Regions from separate parts of the Zea mays genome. Here region 1 is linked to region 2. Evidence: chromatin contacts called from public Hi-C data. All regions are on one chromosome and are shown on one strand. The core of a region is the stretch at or near the end of the contact, and the rest is flanking DNA. Distances in the headings are between cores, read along the strand shown. Region 1 overlaps LOC100191562 (putative cytochrome P450 superfamily protein). Region 2 has its middle 18 kb from the start of LOC103633206.

Evidence for each region. A called contact is a pair of places that touch in the nucleus more often than the background predicts.
Region 1: a Hi-C map of ear shows a contact between it and region 2, with 2.6 times the contacts expected there. The contact joins two enhancer-like sites. A contact is called at or near these places in 3 of 25 Hi-C or Micro-C datasets (ear, leaf and tassel).

The regions. Positions count from the first base shown.
Region 1 is chr1:30,515,027-30,521,164 of Zm-B73-REFERENCE-NAM-5.0, forward strand. It overlaps LOC100191562 (putative cytochrome P450 superfamily protein), which reads right to left. Exons shown (of 8, transcript NM_001365501.1): 3 at 5,929-6,081; 4 at 3,902-4,153; 5 at 3,621-3,713; 6 at 2,728-2,806; 7 at 2,461-2,567; 8 at 1,139-1,642. The coding sequence ends at 1,388. Among protein-coding and RNA genes, the nearest start is that of LOC100191562, 4.2 kb to the right of the region's middle. Within about 2 kb of position 3,520, at least 16 of the 20 cell types and tissues checked have an H3K27ac peak or open chromatin away from gene starts, as enhancers often do. A contact at or near this core is called in ear and leaf, where this site is marked.
Region 2 is chr1:30,377,278-30,382,542 of Zm-B73-REFERENCE-NAM-5.0, forward strand. It overlaps the pseudogene LOC103644526. Among protein-coding and RNA genes, the nearest start is that of LOC103633206, 18 kb to the left of the region's middle. Within about 2 kb of position 1,289, at least 15 of the 20 cell types and tissues checked have an H3K27ac peak or open chromatin away from gene starts, as enhancers often do. A contact at or near this core is called in ear and leaf, where this site is marked.

The sequences.
Region 1 (6,138 bases), core at 2,270-4,769, 140 kb after region 2:
CTGGCGCTCCTCGAACAGGAGCTGTTCTTCAGCCGGCAAGGTCTCCCATGTCGGTGTGATGATATTGCTGGTGAAAACCTCAGAGCTATCTTTTGAACCGGCCATTGAGGGCCGATTTGATAGGTCTATATGTGTTGTCCCCAGCGGAGTCGCCAAAAAGTATGTTGACACCTTTTCGGAGGCGCCAATCACTTCAAAAGAACCAGCAGCGGTGCTCTCTGGTCAGGCGCGGACGGTCCGCGGCACAGGGCCGGACGGTCCGTGACCTGGCGCGAGGCGGCGGTGCTCTCTGGTCAGGCGTGGACGGTCCGCGGCACAGGGCCGGACGGTCCACGACCTGGCGCAAGAGCTAGAATTCCCTGCCTGACGGCCGGACGGTCCGCGCGTGCGCAGGGACGGCAGAGGATCGCCGGTGGCGCCTGGATCTCGCTCCCGGGAGGGACCCCGTCGGGGAGGAGAGATCCTAGGTGGTGTCTAGGCTCGGGTAGACCGACCTAGACTCCTCTAATCGACGTAGAGTCGAAGAGAGACGGAGAATTTGGGGATTGGAAGGCTAAACTAGGGCTAAACTAGAACTACTCCTAGGATAAAATGCGAAATAGAAGTTGTATTGATTCGATTGATTGTTACAAATCGACCGTATACCTCTCTATTTATAGAGGAGGGGGGCTGGACCCTTTACAAACTAATTTCCGAGCTTTTCCCACGATTTTAGCTAACAACCGTAGCACAAAACTTGGAACCCTAATCTATTCTGCGCTTTCGCGGATCGTCCGGCCCCAGGGCCGGACCGTCCGTCCTTCTCTTTTTGGTGTCGAACACTTAGCAAAATATACCAAACAACTAGAGACGTTAGATCTAAAATGAGTGATATTGATTTAATATATGCACCATGTGCACCAGATATGTTGTCATTTTCTTTTTTCGGCTCTTTCATTGGAATGTGCTTCTAGTGATATTTTTAGTTAACGTCTAATAACATTACTCATGTTACATGGACGCAATTGTTATCTCCACTATCTTCATATCTATATTAAAACTCTATTCTATGAAGAGTGTATTTTATAGTGTAAAAAGTATTTTAAATGAACATATAGATGAACTGCTGGACATGGTTTTAAGACAAGGAAAAAAGACATGTTGGATATCCACTATATTCTATATATCTCTAGTATTACTTGACATGGGCCATGGACCGGCCTTATTACAACCCTAGTGAGTACACATTTTATCTACCCCAAACACTTTTGGACCATCCTCCTCTTTGCTCTGTCTATACGTGCTTCTATCTTGTTTTAGTATGTATAATAATAATAATCACAATCTACATAAAACACGAGACCACAGCCCTCAAAATGCAACGAAAAATTGAACTGCCTCCTCCCTCTCAGCCTCTTGTGCTCTCGGTCAAAACGCTACGATGGCCTTGGTCGTCGGCGACCCGCTGGACCCTGATCGGGAGGCCCTTGGGGAAGTCGACGAAAGGGTAGACGAAGGCCTGGTCCGGCTCCGCCAGCTCCCACCGGAAGTTGAGCACCAGGTGGTGCAGGAAGATGGCCATCTCCAGCTTGGCCAGCTCCGACCCGGCGCACAGCCGCGGCCCGCCGCCGTACGGCATGAAGCTGCTTGGCGCGTTGTTGCTCTGCAGCTAGCAACAGCAGCGGCAGCAAAAAATATTAAACACATGCGATGCGAGAGAGCGCATGATCGATGAGAGAATATAATAGATAATCCTTGAGGAGAAAAGGAGCGCGCTTTCGACGGGCTCATCGTCTCATCAGTGATCAGTAGTGGAAAGAGGTCGATAGCCACTGACATGTGACATTCACAGCGATGCCGATCGCCTGAACCTAGTACGTACGTGCTTGCCTGAGCAAAAAATTATTTCCCCATCAACGGTTTGCGACGGATAAGAAAAGGACGCGTCGGCGACGGACGGAAGGATTCCGAGAGCAGAGCATTCCGAGCACCCAACGTGGCGTTCGTTTTCAGTGCTCTTGGAGCTGGAGTAGTCCCTCGTTCGGCACGAACCCAGAGCCGCGCTCCCGCCTCCCGTAGGCCGAAGCTGGCAAACTAGGACGTCTCTTTCGACCCCGAGACCACGCGAAAGATCGCGCGCCGAAACATTCCCTTTCGCGCGCATCAGCTCCATGCCGCCCTCTCATCAATAATGGAGGGCAAGCGAGCGGCATAGCTGTCGTGCTTTGGCTGGGTACTCTTCACTCTTCACTCTTGAGAAGGCATGGCGTGGCACATGCATGCATCTCATGCCGCAGATTCTAGCGACACAAGCCGTGAACGTTTTTAGAGGCGGATTTTCTCTCGTACTGTCATGCTCGGATACTTTCGGCGATCGACGTTCATCCACATCTATTGTTCAGTTAATCTGTCGTTCATGCTGACTTCATTTTTTTTTTGCAGAGAGTAGTAGTTTGCGAGGGGAGGGGGTAGGGCACTGACCTTCCATCTCCAAGGGTTGAACCGGCTGGGGTCCTCGTACAGCGACGAGTCCAGGTGCACCGCCGCTAGAACCGGCAGGATTTTCCACCCCCGCGGTATGTCGTACCCTTCATTTTGATGAGAGCGAGAGCGAGAGACAACATGCAACGCAATTAAGCAATTAAGCAGAGAGAAACGCTCAGTGCACCGGCCGTCTGCATGTGCTGTGCGTGACCGATTTCAGGAATCGCGTGCTTAAAGCTTCGGTATTAAAAAAAGGGGTCGTACCATTGTAGTGTACATCTCGGATGACCTTCCGGTGCAGGAACCTGACCACGTTGCCGAGCCGCAATGTCTCGTTTATAACCTGCACGAACACCAGAAAAAAAAAGAAATCTGTTCATAAAAGAAAAAGAAAGAAAGAAGAAGCTCCATCCATTTTGCAGCTAGCTGCCTAGCTGACGAGGCATTCGACATCTAACAGTTGGTTTTAGGTCTCGCGACGGAATTCTGTTTTGTTTATTTAGACATGAGATGAGACCCCTGAGCAGCGAGATACGGCACAGACACCTTCCTGTCGTCAGGTGCTACACAAGAACAATGCGTACTTCTCAGCATATGTGGATTGTTGCGAGACGATGGGGGCAGCCAGCACTCTAATGGAGTGTTTGGTTTGAGGAATTATGTAGTCCATCATCTTCTCACTCCTCACTTTTTTGTTTGGTTTGTGAATTGGAGTGAGTTAATCCATCACCACCTCATTCCTCATAGTTAGTTGTTTAGTAATAATATGTGCAATGAAGGCATCCCACCAAATTTGAGGAATGGACCCATGATACACCACTTCATTTTGGATAGAGTGATTCATCAAACCAAACACCTCATAAAACTCTGCTGGGAGATGATGAGAGCAAGAGCAAGCAGACGCCATGCGCTCCAAAAGTAGGCATCCAATTATTCTGCGCGGACAGAGAGCCTCGGGTCTCCGTTCGTACATGACATTTCTAGAGAGAGGGAGTTGCAGTTGCTATCCTGTACCACGCAACCAGACGAGGCGGTTTGTGCTGGTACGAGTTGGACGGGAGCAGGCCAGATAGCGAGCAAGGGGATCTCGCGCTACCACAGTACCACTGCAGTGGAAGGAACGAACAGAACAAATTAAAGGGGGGGTGGGCGCTTACACACTGCGTGAAAACCATTTCCTTGTAGTCTTCCCAGCTCAATTTGGACGCCCCCCTTAGCCTTTGTCTCCTAGCAATCAGGAGATGCTCCTCCTGCAAGTCATATGCCGGTGTAAACTATTATTTATCTCTATATATAATAATAATAATTCCATGTTTTTTTGTTTTGTTTTGTTTTGACCAACATCGACCTAGCTAGCTCACTGTGCAAAGTTTGAAAACGGACCAGTGAACAAAAGCAGGTGCTCTAAAACTAACTGATTGTTGGTTCGGATTTGTACCCGGAGTTCTTGCACGGCCTTAGGGCACCCTTCGAGGAAGAAGATGGCGAGGGCGAGCGCCATGGACGAAGTCTCGTGCCCCGCGAAGAGCAGGCTCAGCAAGAGGTCCAGGATCTGTTCCTTGGACAGGTTGGATTGCTTCAGGGCCCATCCAAGAAGGTCGTCCTCCTCCACGCTTGACTTCTCCCTGCTCATCTTCTCAAGCCTGTCCTCCATCTTCCTCTCTATCACTCCAAGTATGGACGCGCGCGACTACAAAAAAAAAAAAAAAACCATGCACCATGGGCAACTGTACCATGTTATTTTGAGATCAACAAAAGTAAAACTTTTTTTCTAGTGCAAATAAGTCATCTAATTTGTGTATGGAAAATATCGGAGACCAGTACTATACTACTATCTTTAGGTGTTGCCTAACTGCCTATCGGTCCAGCAGGGCCAATGTCTTGTCGCTAGCTCATAGCTCTGTCTGTTTTTTAGAAAATAGTGTCCTTGCTCATTCAGTCAGAGGTACAAAACTACAAATGACATGTATCTACGGCCAAAAGATGGATAGAGAGGGTTCTATTTCCCTTCTCTCTTGCTCATCCATCTAGTTAGTAAAACAGAACCGGCAAAGTATTTATTTGGTTTTTCAGGTATGATTGGCGTGCGTGAGCTAACAGAACGGCCTTTGCTATTTCATTTGACCGCTAATAAGTGCACGCAAATTATGAAGGGTGCTAACAATCACCAGCTTATTAACAATGTCTCAAGTGCCGGTCAGCAGTTGAATCATGATAAATGATGGGCTCTCCCAACGCATAATCATGTTAGGTTATGGAGACCTGATCATTGGTTTTCTCTCGATCAATAGTCTACCAAAAAAAAACTCCCCAAGAAATTAAAGAGAGCTGAAATCCCCACATGGAATTGTATGATGCAAAGATCCTGTGAATAAAGCAAAGCATGCAGCATGCCGCGCCTGGGAGCAATCACTAAAGTTCATCTGAGGGTGACCTCTTACGGGGAGTGAAAAGCGGGCAACATTTTTATGGGGCCATGAGTGATGTGGGGGGGGGAGGAGATAGTATGATATTGGCTAGCTAGGGAACGAAAATAAAGAAAAACAAGCTGAGCAGCAGGCCTTAATTTGATCTGCTAAATAAATCTAGCTGTCAGCTATGCAGTTAGGTGCATAAATTTCAGAAGAACTTCACCCAGCCAGCATGCATGTAGATATGCCTGTAGAAACTAAATTTAAAAGCTAGATCTCTAGTGTTTTTTTCCCCATTCTGTGGATGCATCAGTGTCCACTGAGAACACAATATGAGGCGCGCGGTATGTGTGCATATATATCCAAGTGCCTGTGGCAGGAAAGAGCTGATGATCCACTGGTCTGTGTGATTGGACCTGACGCAGCAGGACGTGTGCATAACAACACAGCGATCCTTGGACCATCCACAAATCTGAAACCCCACGCTGCTCCTGCCCCTGCCTACCATGTATAGACTATATATATATATATATATATATATATATATATATATATATATATATATATATATATATATATATATTGATCCATGGACCATGCCCCTAGCTTAGCTAGGCCACCCACACACAAACTACCAAACAAAAACTTAACAACCTATCCCTCTCTCTGCACTAGCTTTCGTATTTTTGTTTTTCTGATGGGAGATGTGTGAGTACCAAACAAAACGTTGACAGGCTAGTAGGCCAGGAGAGATACACCTAGAAGCTAGTCCCTTTAGCTAGCTCTCCGCTCGTGTGCATCATATATTCAGATATATAGATAGATGCATGGCCGTAGTGTGGTTGTTGTGCGCTGCATCGATCGTCTGATGAAAACGTTGGTTGCCGCCTATTTTTGGAAGCAACAAAAATCCGTGTGCCGCGCGCAGACGACTGCAGAGTCGACACATATATTATACGCGCGCGCACGTACGGGACTAGCAGCTGCCAGCTAGGGAGAGTAGTATGTAGTCAGAGATACACGAACGAAGACGAAGAAGACGACGACGACCTACCTTGAGCGCCTTCCAGTAGGCCGTGCCCGGGAAGTTGAGCGGCGCTGACACGACGCCCTTCATGAAGGTGATGTACTCCAGCCGCAGCCGCTCCGTCTCCTCCTCGCCGGGGTCCATGCTCATTATGTTCTTCGCCATCAGGTTAAACGTGAACTGCACTCGTCATCCGGCCGGCCGCGCGCCCATCACCGGTTGTTATCCCGGCCGGGG
Region 2 (5,265 bases), core at 39-2,538:
GGGCGGGGCGGGCGGCGCGGTCGATCGGCTATGGCGAAGAAGAACGAAAACGACGGGAGCGAGACTGGAAGGAAGAAGAAACGGCTCGGACGCTTAAGTCCTAGCTCGGCGCCAAGATCTGTGGCGCCGAGCTAGGCGCCACGCGGTCATCCACGTCATCCCTGCCCGCCATGGCCACGTCATAGCTCGGCGCCATAGGCTGTGGCGCCGAGCTGTGTTAGCTCGGCGCCACGGCCTATGGCGCCGAGCTAAGGGTCCAAAACTGCATTTAAATTTTTTTAGGTCTAAACGTGATTTTACTTCAGTTTAGGGGCTAAAATACAAAAAATTCGGCCGTTGGGCGTGGGGGCAGCGGGTTGACTCACCGTCGCCATGGTGGGATGCCCGGCCAAAACTTCAAGTCTTGGCCTTCTGTCGCTTTGCGAACTGTAGTTACACACGCACGTGAGGTGCAAAGCGCCATGCAAAAAGAGGGATTTGAAACGAGACAAGTTCATACTCTCCAAGAGGAACGGATTCGTACAAGAAAAGGAAGAAGAAAAGAATTTGAAATCTTCCTATCTTCATCTATCTCTAATAAAAGCTAATGCTCCTGCTACTTGGCTGAACTCGCCTTCCCTGCATACGCCTACATCGATGGTCATCGTCTTCTCCCCGCTCTTCCCATCCTTGGGCGAAGACACCACTCTGCAGCAATTTCGCCTCGGAGACTGCAAATCATGTTACATCAAATCAGTGACACGATTATTTAGACATGAAACATCGGGGTTGCCTTTGCCTAGTACTATCCAGGTCCAGCTTTTTATAAACAGCATCAGATTTTATAAAAGTTACATCTTGGCATTGCAAACTCTGTTTTTTTTCTTATAAGCTTGCCTCTTACGGAGTGAGTACCTGGCTGCGCACATAGTACTCTAATCCAAGCAACATATTGGTCTACGATACAGTTTTGTTGATTCCATGCTTTAAAAGAGTTTGGTTATATGTACAGCAATGCTAGCCTGTTTGTGCATCGGCCAGTTGTTTGTCCTCTCTAAACGTAAACGACAATGCATCATGCTTGCAGTTTATGGATGCAAGATAAGAAAAAGGAATGATGTGGCACGAAAGATTACCCTTTACCAGAGCCTGGGGTCAGGCTTTTTGAGCACGATGATGTGATCGAGATGCGCGTCCGGGTCGGTTATGTCCCACCGGCACGCGGGTCGTGTCTCATTCGGATGGCGCCACCGCTCGTATCGCGTCACTGTCGTCTCCCCGCCGTGCAAGGCCTCGCGTTGCTCCGACGATAGGTAGTACACCACCGGCTTCTGGCACGGGCTGCGCGCCAGCGGCCTCGTGTTGAAGGCGTACGCCGTGTAGTCAGCGCGGCGGTACCAGTTGAGGAACGTGCGCGCCGACATCTCCATCTCCCGAGGCGACATTATGCCCCTCACCACCAGCACCGTGAACCCCCATGCCACGGACACCGTCCAGCGGTTCGCGCTGTCGTAGCAGATGGACTGCTGCATCAGCCCCGCCGTGTCCAGCTTCACCGGCCCGTCGAACAGCCGCCGCACCGCCGAGGGGCGCGACCTCGCGTCCGGGAACAGCGGCTTCACTACGTCGAGGTGGTGAAGCATCACGATCGGCGCCACCGGGTGGGACGCGAGGAGGCCGAGGAGGTCGCCGTACACGTCGTACTGGTGGAACCCCAGGTGCTTGGTGAGCAGCACGCCCAGCTCCGCCATGCACGCCTGGATCCGGTCGTCGCTACCGTACAGCACCGGGTACCGGCGGAGGCTGCCATCCTACATCCGCACGAGCGCCTCGGCCAGCGGCCGGCTGATGGCGAAGCCGCCACCGCCGTATGCCATCCCGTAGGAAAAGTAGATGTTCTGCAGGTGGCTCTCGGAGAGGGAGCCGATGTAGTAGGGCTGGCGGTGGTCGAACTTGTTGAGCACGGTGAGGAGGTTGTCCGGGAAGAAGACGGTGTCGTCGTCGCCCATGACGAACCAGCGCACGCCAGGGAGGCCGAGGCGGAACGTCTCAAAGATGATGCGAGAGATGCGGATGGCGGAGCGGTTGCCGCGGCGGTGCGTGTAGGGGAAGGCGGACGTGTCAGACGAGATCCTGATGGCCAGGAGCCCCGTGCACGCCGTGGACATGTTGGACTCGCGCACCTCGCGGTCCAGCTACATGTAGCCCCGCATGGCGCCGCGCCGGCGCCACCACACCTTGATGTACTCCTTATGCTTGTCCCATAACCACGACATCGCCGCGATGCCGAAAACTTCGTGCTGCAGCGTTGTCGACGTGGACCCAGCCACGGCGGAAGGGGGCAGCTGCTTCTCTGCCACCGCCGTGAGGTTGGCAGACATCCGGGAGACCGAGACGGCGTCAGGCGCACAGTTGGAGGCAGCCGACGACACCGAGGTGAGGAGGAGGTGCAGCGTGTAGAAGAAGTAGAGGGGCGGTGAGGGGGAGGAGAAGCAGGAGGAGGAAGCGGAGGAAGGAGGCGGTGAGCGTCTCCTTCCCGCCCCTCCCTTCATCATCCCCGTCGCCGTGGCTGCTGCTCCTCACGAGCTCACCCTCACCATGTCGAACGAGCCCCTCGGCGCCGCCGTCCACCGCTTAGTTGGCCGAGCCGTGAGACGCCTGATTTCGCCGGCGGAATCAGAATCAATGGGGTTTCGCGGGGGCAAGAGGCTCACACGGGCTGCGCATTCCCCTCCGCGTGTTACTCCGCGCCGCCACCTGCTGCCCTCTCTCTCCTCAGCTCGGGTTCTCTCCTATCGGCCGGCGATTTGGGTGGGAGAGTGGTGCGGTGGGTGGGTCGGCGAGCGGTTCTATCCAGAGAGTGCTCCGCCCGCGCACGTTGCACGACCGACGCTGCGACTCGTACGCCTCGTCGCACGACCGACGCTGCAGCACGGCTGGATCTTGCGTGGACAGGGAAGGGCGCGTGCGACTGGATGGCATAGGCAATAGAAACAGACGGTCCAGATAAATGGGAGGCAGAACGGCAGAATGATGGGATGCAGACTACTATTGCTTACTTAATAAGTAGTAGAGACTCCCATGAAAGGGGTGTGGGTTTGAGTCCTTGCTCTACACTATTTTTTCGCGTCGTTGGCGTGGGGAGAGTGAAGCCGTGGTAGCAACGGGGATACTTGTGTGCATAAGTTATTGTTTGCTGATGAGCACATTGCAGGCAGGTTGAGAGAATGTTATGTAAAGAAAAAGGAAATCTAGTGTTTCCACTTTGTCTGACTCAACAGTAGCAATAACATGCGAAATGAACGATATGGATGCACTTACATCCAAACAAGCATGTTGCATAACACAAGCGAACAGAGAATATAGGTGATCTATGATTTTCTCGGGCTCTCTTATGAAATCCATTTAGCCATTTGATCTCCTCCTCGGCTTCTGCAATGATGAACTGTTATTAGTGCATGCTTAATGCTGATTAGAGCGGCCATCAAGACAATCCAAGGTTAGGAAGAATGTGATTGGATCTGAAATATTCGATAACTTAGATTGGTCCATTGGATCTGAAATATTCGATAACTTAGATTGGTCCACAACTGGCATAGGTTTGCTGAAAAGAAAACATAATCAATAAAAGTCAGTTCTAACGACATTCAAGCTCACAATACTTATTCAATTGATTGTCTTATAAATTTATTTTAAATGCAAGTTGTCTATACTTTTCTGTTTCGATCATTCTATGCAATGTACGGTGAGTTATATGAACTATGGAACAAAATTCCTCTAATATGTTTTTCATGTGAGAGGTAATTATCTTCAAGCAGTGTAGTGTTCAATGAATGCAACCTTTCAACTTCAAATGCTAAATACCAATAGTTTGACTCCAGACAACATCAATCGTGATATTAATAAACTCATGATTGAATTGAACAACACATTTTTGTTTCCCTCCTAAATCTTAACACATTGTGTAAAGGTAGAAACCATAACACTTGTTGTCTCAGCCACCATTGTCCCATTTCGATAAAAGAGTCTTAGAGAATACTTGGCGTACAAACAGTCCAAACTGGCTACGGTGCCTCTGCAGTGCAATTCTGTTCTAGGTCAGGACATCAAATTATAGTTTCCTACTTTTATCGAATGCGATGTCATCCACCTACACAATTCGCAAGCATTTATCTCAACCCAGCGGCTGGGTAATGAGCATAAACCAACCCCCAATTAACTCCTCTTGACAATTAGCATACTGAGTCCATTCGAGCAAAACAACAGATCAGCAGAAAGCATCAGAACCAATCAAGCGACTGTGTTCAACGCTCACGCAGTGGACAAACGCTCAAGATCCCACCACAAAAATGCAAGGAAAATGAAGGGGGTCCACGCCCCAACACAAAAGAGAAACCGAGAGGCATGCGTTACCTCGCGCTTGGAGGATGGCACAGACTTGAAGCAGTGGAGCGCGACATCCTCGAGCATGAAATAGCGCTTGCGCGAGTACTGCATCCCAAATCGGTTGGATCGGAACAGGTACAACCATCATTCCATCCGCATCGCCTCCTCCCTGCCACCGACCGTGGCATGTGTCGCCACATCAGGCGGCGTGATTGTCGCAATCAGCGCCCCACCTCCATTTCCTCCACGACCGCTACCTCCGCCCTGCCAGCCATTCGCCCGTGCTAGCTCCCCCACCAAAAACCGATCTCTTGGGCCGGGGGGCATGGTATAGCCGAGTGTCTCGGGGGCGGAAGGCGAGATGGAGGGGATTGGGGGGAGGCGGAGTAGAGACTTACTGGGAACCCTAATCTCTGGATCGATGCTTCTCCTGCGCAGCGGATGGCCTCATGGGAGTGGGGCATGGTATGGCCTCGTGGGGGCGGTAGCGAGGATCACGACGCGTCAATGGTGCCCTTCCATCGACGGAGAGCAGAGGGGGCGGTGGGTGGGCAGAGGGATCTTGCGGGCGAGATTTCCGCGGGCGGGGGCGAGGTTGGGGTGGTGGATGTCACGGGCGTGGGCACGGCAGCGGAGATTGCGGGCGAGGGACGCGGCGGGCGAAGTTTTCGGCACGCGGTTTGCGAGGTGGAGGGCGCTGATGGCGGTGGGCGACCAGGGGAGGGGCGTGGAGGCAGAACATGGTGCACAGGGGTGTGGATGCCTACACTACAGGCTTATAGAGTAGTAGAGATATGATCGAGGTAATGGAAGCCTTGGGCTTCAATTAGTAGGGGAAGCCCCAGCCAGGACGCGGATAGGCCACCAACCGCGTGATTGCGTCAGCATTTATGTTGGTAT